Linked DNA regions of Zea mays: region 2 is linked to region 1. Evidence: chromatin contacts called from public Hi-C data. All regions are on one chromosome and are shown on one strand. The core of a region is the stretch at or near the end of the contact, and the rest is flanking DNA. Distances in the headings are between cores, read along the strand shown.

The links. A called contact is a pair of places that touch in the nucleus more often than the background predicts.
Region 2: a contact with region 1 is called in a Hi-C map of leaf, with 6 times the contacts expected there. The contact joins the promoter of LOC100191266 here to the enhancer-like site in region 1. A contact is called at or near these places in 2 of 25 Hi-C or Micro-C datasets (leaf and tassel).

Annotation. Positions count from the first base shown.
Region 1 is chr3:157,366,023-157,372,057 of Zm-B73-REFERENCE-NAM-5.0, forward strand. No RefSeq gene overlaps it. Among protein-coding and RNA genes, the nearest start is that of LOC118476813, 49 kb to the right of the region's middle. Within about 2 kb of position 2,544, at least 19 of the 20 cell types and tissues checked have an H3K27ac peak or open chromatin away from gene starts, as enhancers often do. A contact at or near this core is called in leaf and tassel, where this site is marked.
Region 2 is chr3:157,720,697-157,726,731 of Zm-B73-REFERENCE-NAM-5.0, forward strand. It overlaps LOC100191266, which reads right to left and starts at 3,691. Exons shown (of 5, transcript NM_001136700.2): 1 at 3,420-3,691; 2 at 2,698-3,077; 3 at 2,241-2,336. The coding sequence starts at 3,534.

The DNA of each region.
Region 1 (6,035 bases), core at 1,294-3,793:
TAAGCATAAATAGTGTAACATATAACGTAAATGTCGATTCACTACAAAACAACAACCTCCCACGGCCATTCGTCCACCATAAATTAAGGGATTTTGATTTGGAGATTTGATTAGAGGATTTAATTAGGAGGAGTTGATTAGAATATTTAATTTTTAGACCGTCACAAACACCATAAATCAAGGAATTCTCTTTTTACTGTGCATATGGAAAATATGGCATGTGATACACTGATGGACGCACTTCATGTTTAAGCATTAAAATCTTTAGTTTTGAGCATAAAAATCTTAGGTTTGACGTAAATATCAAGTCAATGTAAGAGACATTGATAACTCCGATGTGTTGTATTTATGATCGTAAAAATCCTTAAATTTGAGCAAAAATGGTGTTAGATATAGAGTAAATGGTGATTCACTCCTAACCAATAGCCCCACGTACATGTGGCTATCATAAATCAAGGGATTTTGACTAGGAGATTTAATTAGGGATTTTTTTACGGTAGTCACATACACCATAAATCAAGGGATTCTCTTTTAAATATGCACGCGTAAAATATGACATGCGGTACACTGGTGGACGCACTGTAGGTTCGAGTGTACTTTGGTTTTGAGCGTAAAAATGCTTAGTTTTGACCGTAAATACTGAGCCAACGTGAGGGACGAATCATGATCATAAAAATTTCAAGTTTGAATGTCAATAGTGTTAGATATAGTGTGAATGTTGATTCACTCCCAATCAACACTTCTCCACATTCATGCGACCACCATAAATCAAGGGATTTGATTGGAGGACTTGATTAGGGGAGTTGATTAGAGAATTTGATTTTTTATGCCATTCACAGACACCATAAATCAAGGTATTCCCTTTCCATTGTGCGCATGCGAAAATATGGCATGCGATACAATGATGGACGCACTCTAGATTTCGTTGTAAAATAGTTACAGATATAGCATAAATAATGACATATATAACATAAATCCTCACTGAATTGTCCGCCACCTCCTCATCGAGCTATCGGGGATCCAGACACCAGGGACACCTCCCTCGCTTGATCGGGCCGCCATCTCTTGGTCGAGCCACCACACACATATCCTGCAGTCGTCGCACGTCGCCGCTCGCACCTCGTGCAGTCGTCGCCCACTCGTTCGAGCCTCGTGCGACCACCACCGCCACTGGGGCCTACAAATCATTTTTATAATAAAACTGCCACTACAAATCATTTTTATTCTGATTTTTTGTGATGTTCAAATGAGCTCAAATGGAAAAAACCACCAAAATAAAAGTTATAACAAAAGTTATAGATCTCTAAAAGTTATGAAACTTTGTAGCTGACAACTTTTTATTTGAAATCATTTCGGCTCTCAAAAACTGCATCTAAATTTGTCAAATTTAAAATACAAATTTTGCAATAGGCCTTAGATGGGAAAATATCAAAATAAAAGCTGTAGAACTTTAAAAGTTAATCAACTTTATAGTTGACAACTTTTTAATTTGAATTTGTTTATGACCTCAAATAATTAATTTACACTCAGTTGGTTATAATATGTGGACAACAAAACTGCAATATAGACACGAAATTAGTGATGAGTGGATTGGAAAAAGAGGGTACACGTGAGGCTGAGGTCGTCTGTTCGATTCTCACCGGCCGCGTAGAGTAAAATTGTGCGCGAAAAATTTTGTGACTTGTGACTTCGTCTTCATTGGACGGGCCGGACACAAGTAAGGCCGCCTAAATAAAAAAAATATGTTTTGCTAATTTTAAAGCCTCATTTATGCTTTTAGGAAAAGATTAATATTGACGTTTTATTATCTCAAACGCCAGTGGAAATCGATTTCCACTAGCGGTTTAGTTAAAACAACCGTAGTTCTCGGTGGAGCAACTGACATTTCGCCTCAATAGAGCTTCTCTGTAGTGTTTCACGTGGTATGGCTCTGATTCACTGCAGAGCAGCTTCACTCCAAAACTCTGGGTGGAGCAACTCTGTTATAGAGTTTAAATTGTTTTCTCATAATCTATGGTAGTGGCGGGTAAATAATCCCAAACTCTATACTTATGTTGCTTTTAAAGTTTTCGGAGCAGCAAGAGGTACTATAAAAAAACTGTACTACAACATTGAAAACTCCACGAAGTTTGCAACTCATGAGTTAAGATGTTTAACATGCTCTTGCCAATTCCTGCTTGGAGTTCTACTATAGAGTCATGTCAAACACTAGAGCTGAAAAAGGCTTGAGCTCAATGAGCTGGCTTGGGTTCGCAGCAACTCGACTCGACGCTCCGAACGAGCCCGAGTCGAGCCTGTTTTGTGGCTTGTGAAAAGAGCCAGCCGGCTCGGCGCTACGGCTCGCGGCTCAACCCATCAATAATTTGTTACATAAAATTCTAATTAGCATATAATGTTAGTACCAAATAGATAATTAATTTATATTGTTTGAGATTACTGATCACCAAATCAGCTGTCATTAAAATTCAGTTTGGCCGTGTCCGCAACGAGCAGACACGCGGAGGACAGACACGCGGAGGACGCTGCCGAAGGGGAACGGTCACGCGATTCGACTTGCCTCTTCAGTCGCTTCATATGTGCCGTTTGCTTTGCTACACATCCAACAACTCTCGGCTTCTTGCTTCTTTGCGTTTCCATTTGTCCCTTCCAGCTCACTTGGCTTTAATCCGTAACAGCTTCTACTGCTTATATAATATTTTTGTCTTTATAGATTACAGTTGCAGTAGTTCAAATAACCGACTTTAATCTGAAACGAACAGTTTTTTTTCAGCCCAACGATGGATTGCAGCTTTATTTGTCGTCGCTGGCACTGAAGTCTGTTATTTTTAGCGTCATGGCCAGCAACAGAGGCGTAGGGCCCAGTATGGTCCAGTATTGCCTGGGTAATACATTAGACCGACTTAGTAAGAGATTAGGGCAACCAGGCACCAGTATGGGCGCCAGCCGCCAGCCACGTCTCCGAGTGGACCAGGAGTAGAGGTAGTCAAGCAGAGTAGGCGAGCAGCCCAACGAGGCGTCCCGCACCGACGTGGCGGCTGCCTGCGGCCTGGCCGCCTTCGTGGACCACGGCTCCGTCGGGCCGCCTGACGCTCGACCGCCACGCGCCTGGCCGGCTGGCCGCTTGGCCGCCGCCCACCTGGACGCAGCCACATAGGATGCTCGACCGCCACACGCCTGGTCGTCTGGATCCTGGTATGATAGGGTTGTAAATTGTAATGTCTTCCAATTTTCATTGTGCAGATTTTTCAATTTAAATAGAAACAAAACAACGAGCCTAATCTAATAGATTTTTCATTGCAGATTTTTCAATTTCCAAATATCAGACATGGATAGAAACAAAAACAAGGCAAAGAATGTGGCCCAAAAAGTATCTCTTTATTATGTGAACACTCCCTATTGTAATGTCTTCTAGTTATGCAATACATGTTATATGCTTCGTAAAATGATAGATGTGAAGAGCTATTTCAGTCAAGCTTCTAGTGGAAGTAGACCAAGCACTCACGCTAGTGGAGTTTGCAATGAACCCGAAATACAAGTTGGAGTTCAAGAGAATAATAGTGAAGAAGTTGCACATGTTCTAGAAGAGAATGGACGTATTCCAGATGCCAATGGCGAAAATATTAATGGTCAAGTCGAAGGTATAAATCGGTTCAACCCGGATCACATTATTTCTGATCCGAGACTTCGTATTCCAATCGATTATTTTGCTCCTAATATTAGAGATGATGTTATAAGGGCTTTGATAGATAAAGGTCCGACTCAACCAATTGGTCATAATTTTTCTCAGTCACATTACAAAAGGAGCTTTCAAAAACATTGGTTTAGACAACATAGTTGGTTGGAATGTAGTGTGGAGAAGAATAAGGATTATTGCTTCTATTGTTACCTTTTTAAGCTTGATCAAATGGATGATATATTTTGCCATGATGCCTTTACAAAAGTTGGCTTCTCAGAATGGAGAAATGTTTATACGACATTTCCAAAACATGTTGGTGGGCCTAATAGCATACCACAGAGCATTTTTATCCAGTTGATACTTTCTATGCTGCTATAGATTCTATCACCACATAGTTCGATCATCACTTTAATAAGCTATCTCAAGAGTTGCTTGTGTGTTTTTCATGTCTTGACCTAAGGGATTCGTTCTCTAAGTTTGATGTGGATAAGTTTGTGTGGCTCGCGGATATCTATTCTGATGATTTTTCTTTTGATGATCGCAAGACTATAAAAGATCAATTAAGGATATTTATTATTCATGTACGAAGAATTGAAGAGTTCAAAGCTTGTTGTGATCTTGCTAGTAGGGATGGTGTTGGGGACCTTCGGCTTACGAAGGTCCTCAAAAACAGGATTTAACAGTATTTCTGGAGTATAATGTGTGAACAGGTATCTTCGGACTCGAGTCGGTATCACAGTAGGAGAAGCCCAAAACAATACGAAGGTTGATACAGCGCCGAAGATGTGAGCGGGAAAGCTTCGGCGTGGTAGCAGAAAATGAAACCGACTTAAAGATGAAAAGGCTATTTAGACCTCGGTGGATTACTATAGAATTATTATCAAATGTAAAGGGCATGAATGTAATTTTGTATGGGCTGTGTCCCGTGCCTATAAATAGGTGAACAGTACCCCCGTACTGTTCACGCTGATTTGGCATTTACTTTTGCGTCACACTTGTACTTTCATTCCCTTCCAAGTTGAAGGTACATTTGTAATTCGATATTATTTCTATTTCTCTGCAATAATAATAAATTGATAATAAGATATAATTATCTATGTAATCCTTCGTATTCTTTATGATTCGTTCTTCGTCATCATATGCTATGTTTATGAAGGTACGTCCTTCATAACCTTCGTCCAAAAACCATTATATCCTAAGGGAAATAATGCTTCGAAGGACGAAGGACTTTATCAATTAACATTTTCTGTGTTGTCTTGTTCTTAATTCATAGCATTTGAGAACAAGTCCCCAACATTGGCGCCCACCTCCGGTGAACTCACTTCCACTCTTTGAGTTTTCTGAACACCTTCGGCGATCATAAACCTTCGCTATGGCGCCGAAGAAAGCTTCAGCAACTGGCACTGCAGCTCTTCAACCGCTGGACCACAATCAGGAGACTGTCTCTCTTCGGGAGGCCCGAAGCCAGAAAAGGAAGGCTGTTAGCCCGACACCACCAGAGGATGAGATAGACCAAGAAATCAGAGACATGGAGATGCTTCACCAACAGGTGCAGAGGAAGAAGGAAAAGATGGCCAGGCTAGCTGAACTACAAAGGCAGATAGACGAAGCCTCTGAGGAAGTTCGTCATCTTACTCAGGATGAGCAACACCGAAGGCCTCAGCACCAAGACCTTCATCAGGAGGGTTTCCTCAATGAAGATGACTGGTATGACAATTTCCATCATGGGAATTTTGTTTTTGATGATGCTTCTCCTCTGTCCGCTGAGCTGCAGGCTACACCTTGGCCTCCGTCCTACAAGCCGCTTCAACTTCCCATATTTGATGGCCACTCAGACCCGAAGCAGTTTTTGATGAGCTACGAAGCAACAGTATCTTCGTATGGTGGCAATGCTGCAGTCATGGCCAAATCTTTTGTTATGGCTGTCAGGAGTGTTGCTCAAACCTGGTACTCCTCCCTTCGACCAGGAACGATCACTTCATGGCAAAAGCTGAAGGACTTGCTGTTAACCAGCTTCCAAGGGTTTCAGACGAAGCCGGTCACTGCTCAAGCTCTATTCCAGTGCACCCAGGATCACGAAGAGTACCTTCAGGCGTACGTCCGGAGGTTCTTGCGTTTGAGGGCACAGGCACCAACAGTGCCCAATGAAATTGTCATTGAGGCCATGATCAAGGGGCTTCGGCCAGGACCTTCAGCTCAATACTTCGCTAGGAAGTCTCCTCAAACTTTGGAGAAGCTGCTCCAGAAGATGGACGAGTACATTCGGGCCGATAATGATTTTCGCCAAAGAAGGGAGGAGGCTTTCAGGTTTTCTGAAATGACCAGGGGCTTCGGAGGGAGGTTCTATCCGAGGCACGTT
Region 2 (6,035 bases), core at 2,441-4,940, 360 kb after region 1:
AAACGCCATGATAGTTCAGATTCATCCAAACTTGGTGATAGTCGAAGCAGAGATCAAACTTGGTGAAGTTGGCGTTGTGGAGCTCGTCGAGTTTGTCGACCACGGGGATCGAGAACGTGTCCTTGACCGTAATGGCGTGAGAGCCCAGTAGTTGACGCAGAAACACCATGAGCCACCCGCCTTCTTCACCCGGAGGACAGGCAAGAAACAAAGGAACTCGGCCTAGTGAACCCCTGGTGCAGCATTTCGGCCCACTGGTGCTCCAGCTCGACTTTGTGTGTGGCCAGGTAGCAGTACAATCGTACGTCGACCAACATAGCTCCTGTCAGAAGGACAATGTTAAGGTGGCATGTCCGAAGCAGAGGAAGGTCGTGCGGCTCAATGAAGACGTTAGCAAAGTCGACAAGGAAGGCCTCCAAGAGGTCGCATCCCCAACAAGAGCAGAGACTTGGGGAACCTACCAAACCGCACCTTGCCAGCAGACCTGATGGTCTTTGTGCCAAAAAGACATGGTGAGGGCCACAAGTCCAACAAGATGGACCTAACTAGGGCAAGCCACTGGGTACCCAACACCATGTCATACCCTACCATGGGTAGCATGAAAAAGTCAGCAGAGAAGTGTTCATCATCGATGGAGAAAGACATCCCTCGAGACACACCAATGCATGGGGACACTCGCCATTGGTCACCGTGACAGATGTGGAGCCACAGTAGACCATGGGGAGATTAGTGCGACAGACGGCCTCCTCAACAATGAAGTTGTGCGACGATCCCAAGTCGATGTGGGCGCAGAGCCCAATGTGGTCCATTTGGAGGTGCACTCGCATGGTGTCGCTGGTGCGGACGCCCATGATCACATGGAGCGATATATGCGACAGTGACTACATAGTGTGGGGGTCGTGGAAGACAACATCGTCATCGTTCGCATAGTTATTTAAACATCGTTTAAACAACGTTTAAACGCCAAAACGCTGATTAAAGGCTAAGACGCTAAAATGTTACAGGACTAGGCCTTAACCGACGTTTTGCATCTGTAAAATGTCGTGTTTTAGTGTTTAATGGTCGTAAACCATAAAACGCAACGTTTGAAGTGTTTTAGTCCTCCTCATACACACCAGAGTGAAAATTTAGCTTCTTTGGGCCCAGTCCAGTCCGCCCCACATGCTTGCCCTATCATACTCGCTCAAGACCCGACGGCACCATGTGCTCACATCTGTAGTCCCGCCGCTAAAGGTCCCGCCTTCCCGACTATTCGCCGGCTCCAGGAGGAGACAGGGGAAGCGAGGTGGCGGGCGCAGCCCCAAACTGGTCTTTGTCTTGCGACTATGTGGCTAGTTGTCCATCCACTGTGGCGCCATCGTCGTTCTGCTCTAGTGCTCCCCTGCTCTCATCCACTCGTCCGCCACCGCAAATTGTGATATATTGATATTTTCTTATGTTTAAAAGTCAAAACTCCACCCATGAGCGTTTCAATGTTTTGTTGGCCTCCGCCAAGTCCAACAAGAACAGACACTGACACATGCAGTTGTGACTGCGCTCGCTTTTCGTTGCAATTGAAACATAGGTCGAGCCGACAATGACCTTCCATTCAAATGTCGACAGATGTCATATGGGGCACCCCCCCCCTACCATGACGATGGTGGCTGCAGCAGCCAAATCAGGTAATGGGGCTAGCAGGGCGAGGTGTTGGGCAAGTGATTATCAAGCATCGTCTAAAAGGCAAGTTTTATAGGACGACCATAAGACCTACTATGTTATATGATCCAAATTGCTTGGGACTGAAAGGCTTTTGGTGTCGTTGTTGCACAGTGATTAGCATGTACTTTATTGCAATGAACTGTCTTGAATTTGCTAAATTCAAACATAAGTAGTAAAATCAGAAGAAAATGTCAGACCAAACATGTTTAAAGTTAGCACTTAGCAGTGATTACTAGTCATGCTCTAGACATACATATGAAGATATTTTAGGGAAATTCATATATTGACAGTAAATTTGTAATGGATTTTGGGCGGTGCCATCAAGGCTATGACCTCTAATTTAAAAAAAAAACAAAGTACGATTTTGAGATCAACATAGACTTGTGGCACAAAAGAGGTCAGCATAGACTCCTTGTGTTCCTGAACTTTTTGTTACCTAGCAGCCCTAGAATTTACAAAGCCATAGACCACAGCAAAATACAAATTTCAATATAAAATAGCAACCATAGTAATTTTCCTTGTGTTCAGGCAGACATACTCACCCTAAAATCAGCCTTCTTCAGTACCTCCGCTGTAGTTGTTTCAAACTGTCGTCTAGGAGGGTTCTTTGCGGCTGCAGGTTTTCTAAGGTCAAGGTCCTACACTTGTCAGATTGAATGAAATAAGGCATTATAATAGCAACCACACATGGGCAGATCAGCAAATAAACTAATAAATGAAGAAAGAAATTTGTAAAGTACACATGGTATATTGGTATTATAAAGAGTATTTCCGCGTATTTGAAATGAAATTCTCATTTTGTTAACAAATATCTGATAGTAAAACACACGATTTTTACTGTGATTTTAGCATAGCAGACATTTCTAGCCCACACACTTATACACTAATTCATGAATGCTTGCACAAGATAAGTAGATAACAAAAACATATAGGTTGCAAAAGATTTTAGACAACTCGGATAATTTTGTCTATTTATTGACAAACCAAACTACTGCTTACCCGAACAGAATACGTTGAACCTCGCCTAAACCGAACATCAGGCCTGAACTCAAAGTCATCTTCCCAGTCACCGTCGACGTCCTCGTCCTCCTCCATTTGGATGTTGCGTGCCGCATTAGCAATTGTATCATTTAAGCCATCATTAAAAGAATCATAACCATCCATCCATCCTGAACTGCTCCTGTCGCTAGATGCAGGAAACCCAGGGAAACCAGAGCTGCTACTGTCACTTAACCTAGTGAAACCACCCTTGGACAACCCAAAATTGTATCTCCTACCAGTGTTCTCAGCCCTATCGAGCTTCTCGTAGAGTGATCCTTTGTCTGTGTCCTTGCCCCCAAACAACCGTTCTTCGAATTCGTCCATAGTCTCACCATCCCCTGCACAGAAACAGTCAAACCAGAAAGGCATATCAAAATCGGCTTGATTGAGACTATTCAAGAGTCAATTCTTCACTCTTAAAGCATTATTACACCAGAAGTATAAGGAAATGATGGTCTTTAGCTCGAGAAAGCTAGACAAAATTCACATCAGATCTAGATGTCCAGGGTCATTCAATTCAACTTACTGTTATAACCAACTTTAGGGAAAGGTACGCAAGTATAACAACTATGGGCATCACACAGCACGAGTACCTCCCATGTGTGGTATCTTTTGTTTCAAGAGATACCACTCATGGGAGGCCAGGAAGGAACAGGAACAGAAGAGGGTTGGATGCTCACCGGACTGGAATGAACGACGGAAGACGCCGGCAGCGGCCAGCAGCGGATGGGGAGGGAAGGCATGACAGAGAGAGGCATGGCAGGGGAGACAGCGCCTCAGTGCGGAGCTCACCATCGCGCTCGCTTGTCTCCTGATTCCTAGCGGCGGCGGCGCTTGTCTCCTGGCGGTGACGGTGGCTGTCCCCTCCACGAGCTCTCCAGGCGCCGGCGATGTCCCCTACCGGCGAGCCCCTCCCCTCCGCGGCGACCTCCTCCCTCCGGCGGCAACTCTCCTCTCTCTCTCTCGGATGCAGGGTGAGGGTGGCAGCTGAGGCGGTGAGGCCTGAGGGTGCTGCAGGGTGAGTTCATGAGGTGGCGGCTGCAGGGTGAGTTTAGCATGGACCGGGAAACTGGTGGCCCATATAACCTTAATCTTAACTGTTTTCTTTTTTTCTTTTTTTTTACTTCTCTATTAAATCAATAAACCTATTTAAGATTATATTCCTATATATTTCTATATTTACATGCTAGTACCTCGCCTTACCGCTTAAAAGTTAAAAAGGAAGTCGACCGCTTTACCTCGCCTTACCACCTTAACCGTGGGTATGATGCTTAAAACTTAAAAAAGGGTAGGTGTACCTATGTGAAAATTTTACTTGATCACCTAGAAAACACATTAAACCAAACAACAAGAGTGACAAATAACACACGGATCACACTATCTCAATTCACTAAGCACTAATGATCACTTGTCTTAATTATGGGACTTGGAGAGATTGGAAGCTTTGAGTGTGTATTGGATTGAATTGCTAGCTCTTGTATTGAATGTGAATGAGTGGAGTGCTTGGATGTGTTGAATGGAGGTGGTTGGGGTTGTATTTATAGCCGCCAACCACTTCATAGCTGTTGCTCCAATTCTGTTGAGCGCGGACGGTCCGCGCTCCTGGTCTGGACGGTCCGCCCCTGCACATCAACGGCTAAAATCGCAACGGTCAGCAGTAACGGCTATATCAACGGATATACAGCATTTAATGCGTCGTCAGATGTCGGATAAAGCAGTCGTAGACGGTCCGGTCGTGCACCCCGGATGGTCCACGTGGACGCTAAAAATGCATTTTACCGAACCCGTCAATTCTCGGGTTTTTCTAGTTTTAAACGATCAGACGGTCCGCGCCTGATGCCAGACGGTCCGCGCTTGGTCTCGGACGGTGCTTGCTTCTCCTTTGGACGGCCCGCAGTGTTAACTTGTGTTTTTGCAGTGTTCCTGCCCGAGGCTCACCCTGGTGTCGCGTACGGTCATACGCAAGGGGCCGGACGGTCCGCGCATAGGTATTTTTCAAAAAAATCTTCTCATGTCCGGAATAATCTACGGTATTCCGAACAGTCGACTTAGAATAGTTGTAGATAAACTTATGCACCTGAGAAATGATCAACTAGGCAAACTAGTTAGTCCACGTGGTTTGTGATGGACGTCAAACACCAAAAACGATTATAGGAAATGTTTAAGTCTATTTCCCTTTCAGATTCGAGTGTAATATGTTATTATAATCTTTATTTACACTGTCATGCATTGTTCCTTTGATATATTAAACTTGTGACGTCAACATATGTGTGGAAATAGTTCCTGGCATACATATGCTATGCATTCGGTTTTTCCTTTAAAATCAGGTGTGACGGGGCGGACCTCCTCATTTAATAGGCTGATGAGGGGGTCGGCTAGTGGTGGCTTCCTCAATAAGGAGTCATCGGGCCATGGTAAAACCGAGCATCCTACCTCGGTAAAACTACATGCGTCTGTGAGCCTCGGGGTCGCCTGTTTGTCTCATGTTCTTTATAGCGAACAATGTGAGCAGTGTGGGGCCCGAGCACCATCATTCGATCTATGTCGACCCCTGGCCTTCATAGCCTGAGCCTCTGCGCGACTTGTCTTGTTGTGCCCTGGAGGCAGTCTGCGCACTCAGGCATAGTCCCGATAGGTCATGAATAAGTCGCAGGCTGGGGGCGTGTGGGCCATAAATTCATCACAATTTGAGGGATTCGTAGGTTATGAGTGCGCTGCAACCCAAGGGGCTCATAGGCCATGAGTGGGTGGCGGAACAACGCTTCATCGTGGCTTGGCGCCGGCGTAGTTAATGTGGCTAGTCACTTATGGCGGGTCGGTCTTGGACCGGGTGAGGGATCCACTCGAGTGATTTCCCTTCGGTTCACTAGGCCCCTGTTTAGCTTCGCCATGCCTGACCCCGAGCTCGGTGTCGTGGGGTTCATCTAGGGGCGGGTGCTTCCAGGGCAGACGTTTCCTTTCTTCTCTCGCTGACCGATGTGCTGTAGTGAACGAGGTTCTTATCCCTGACAAGATGCCATGACCCAATAGTATTATCACCATCTCCTCTAGTCAAATGGAGGCATTGTTAGTAGTGAAGAAGTTGCATGCCATCAAGTCACAACCATAGTGTTTATCACGACCACAAGGGGACGACCCTCAAATCTTCCTAAACTTATTAGAGGACTCTGGTGGAAGGTTTATGTAACACCTCAGGTGTTAGCTCTAGGGTTTTACTCAACACCTACTCTTAAACCTATTATCACATGTGAATTATTATGGGCAAAGGTCACCATGCTTATGAATCAAGGTTATAA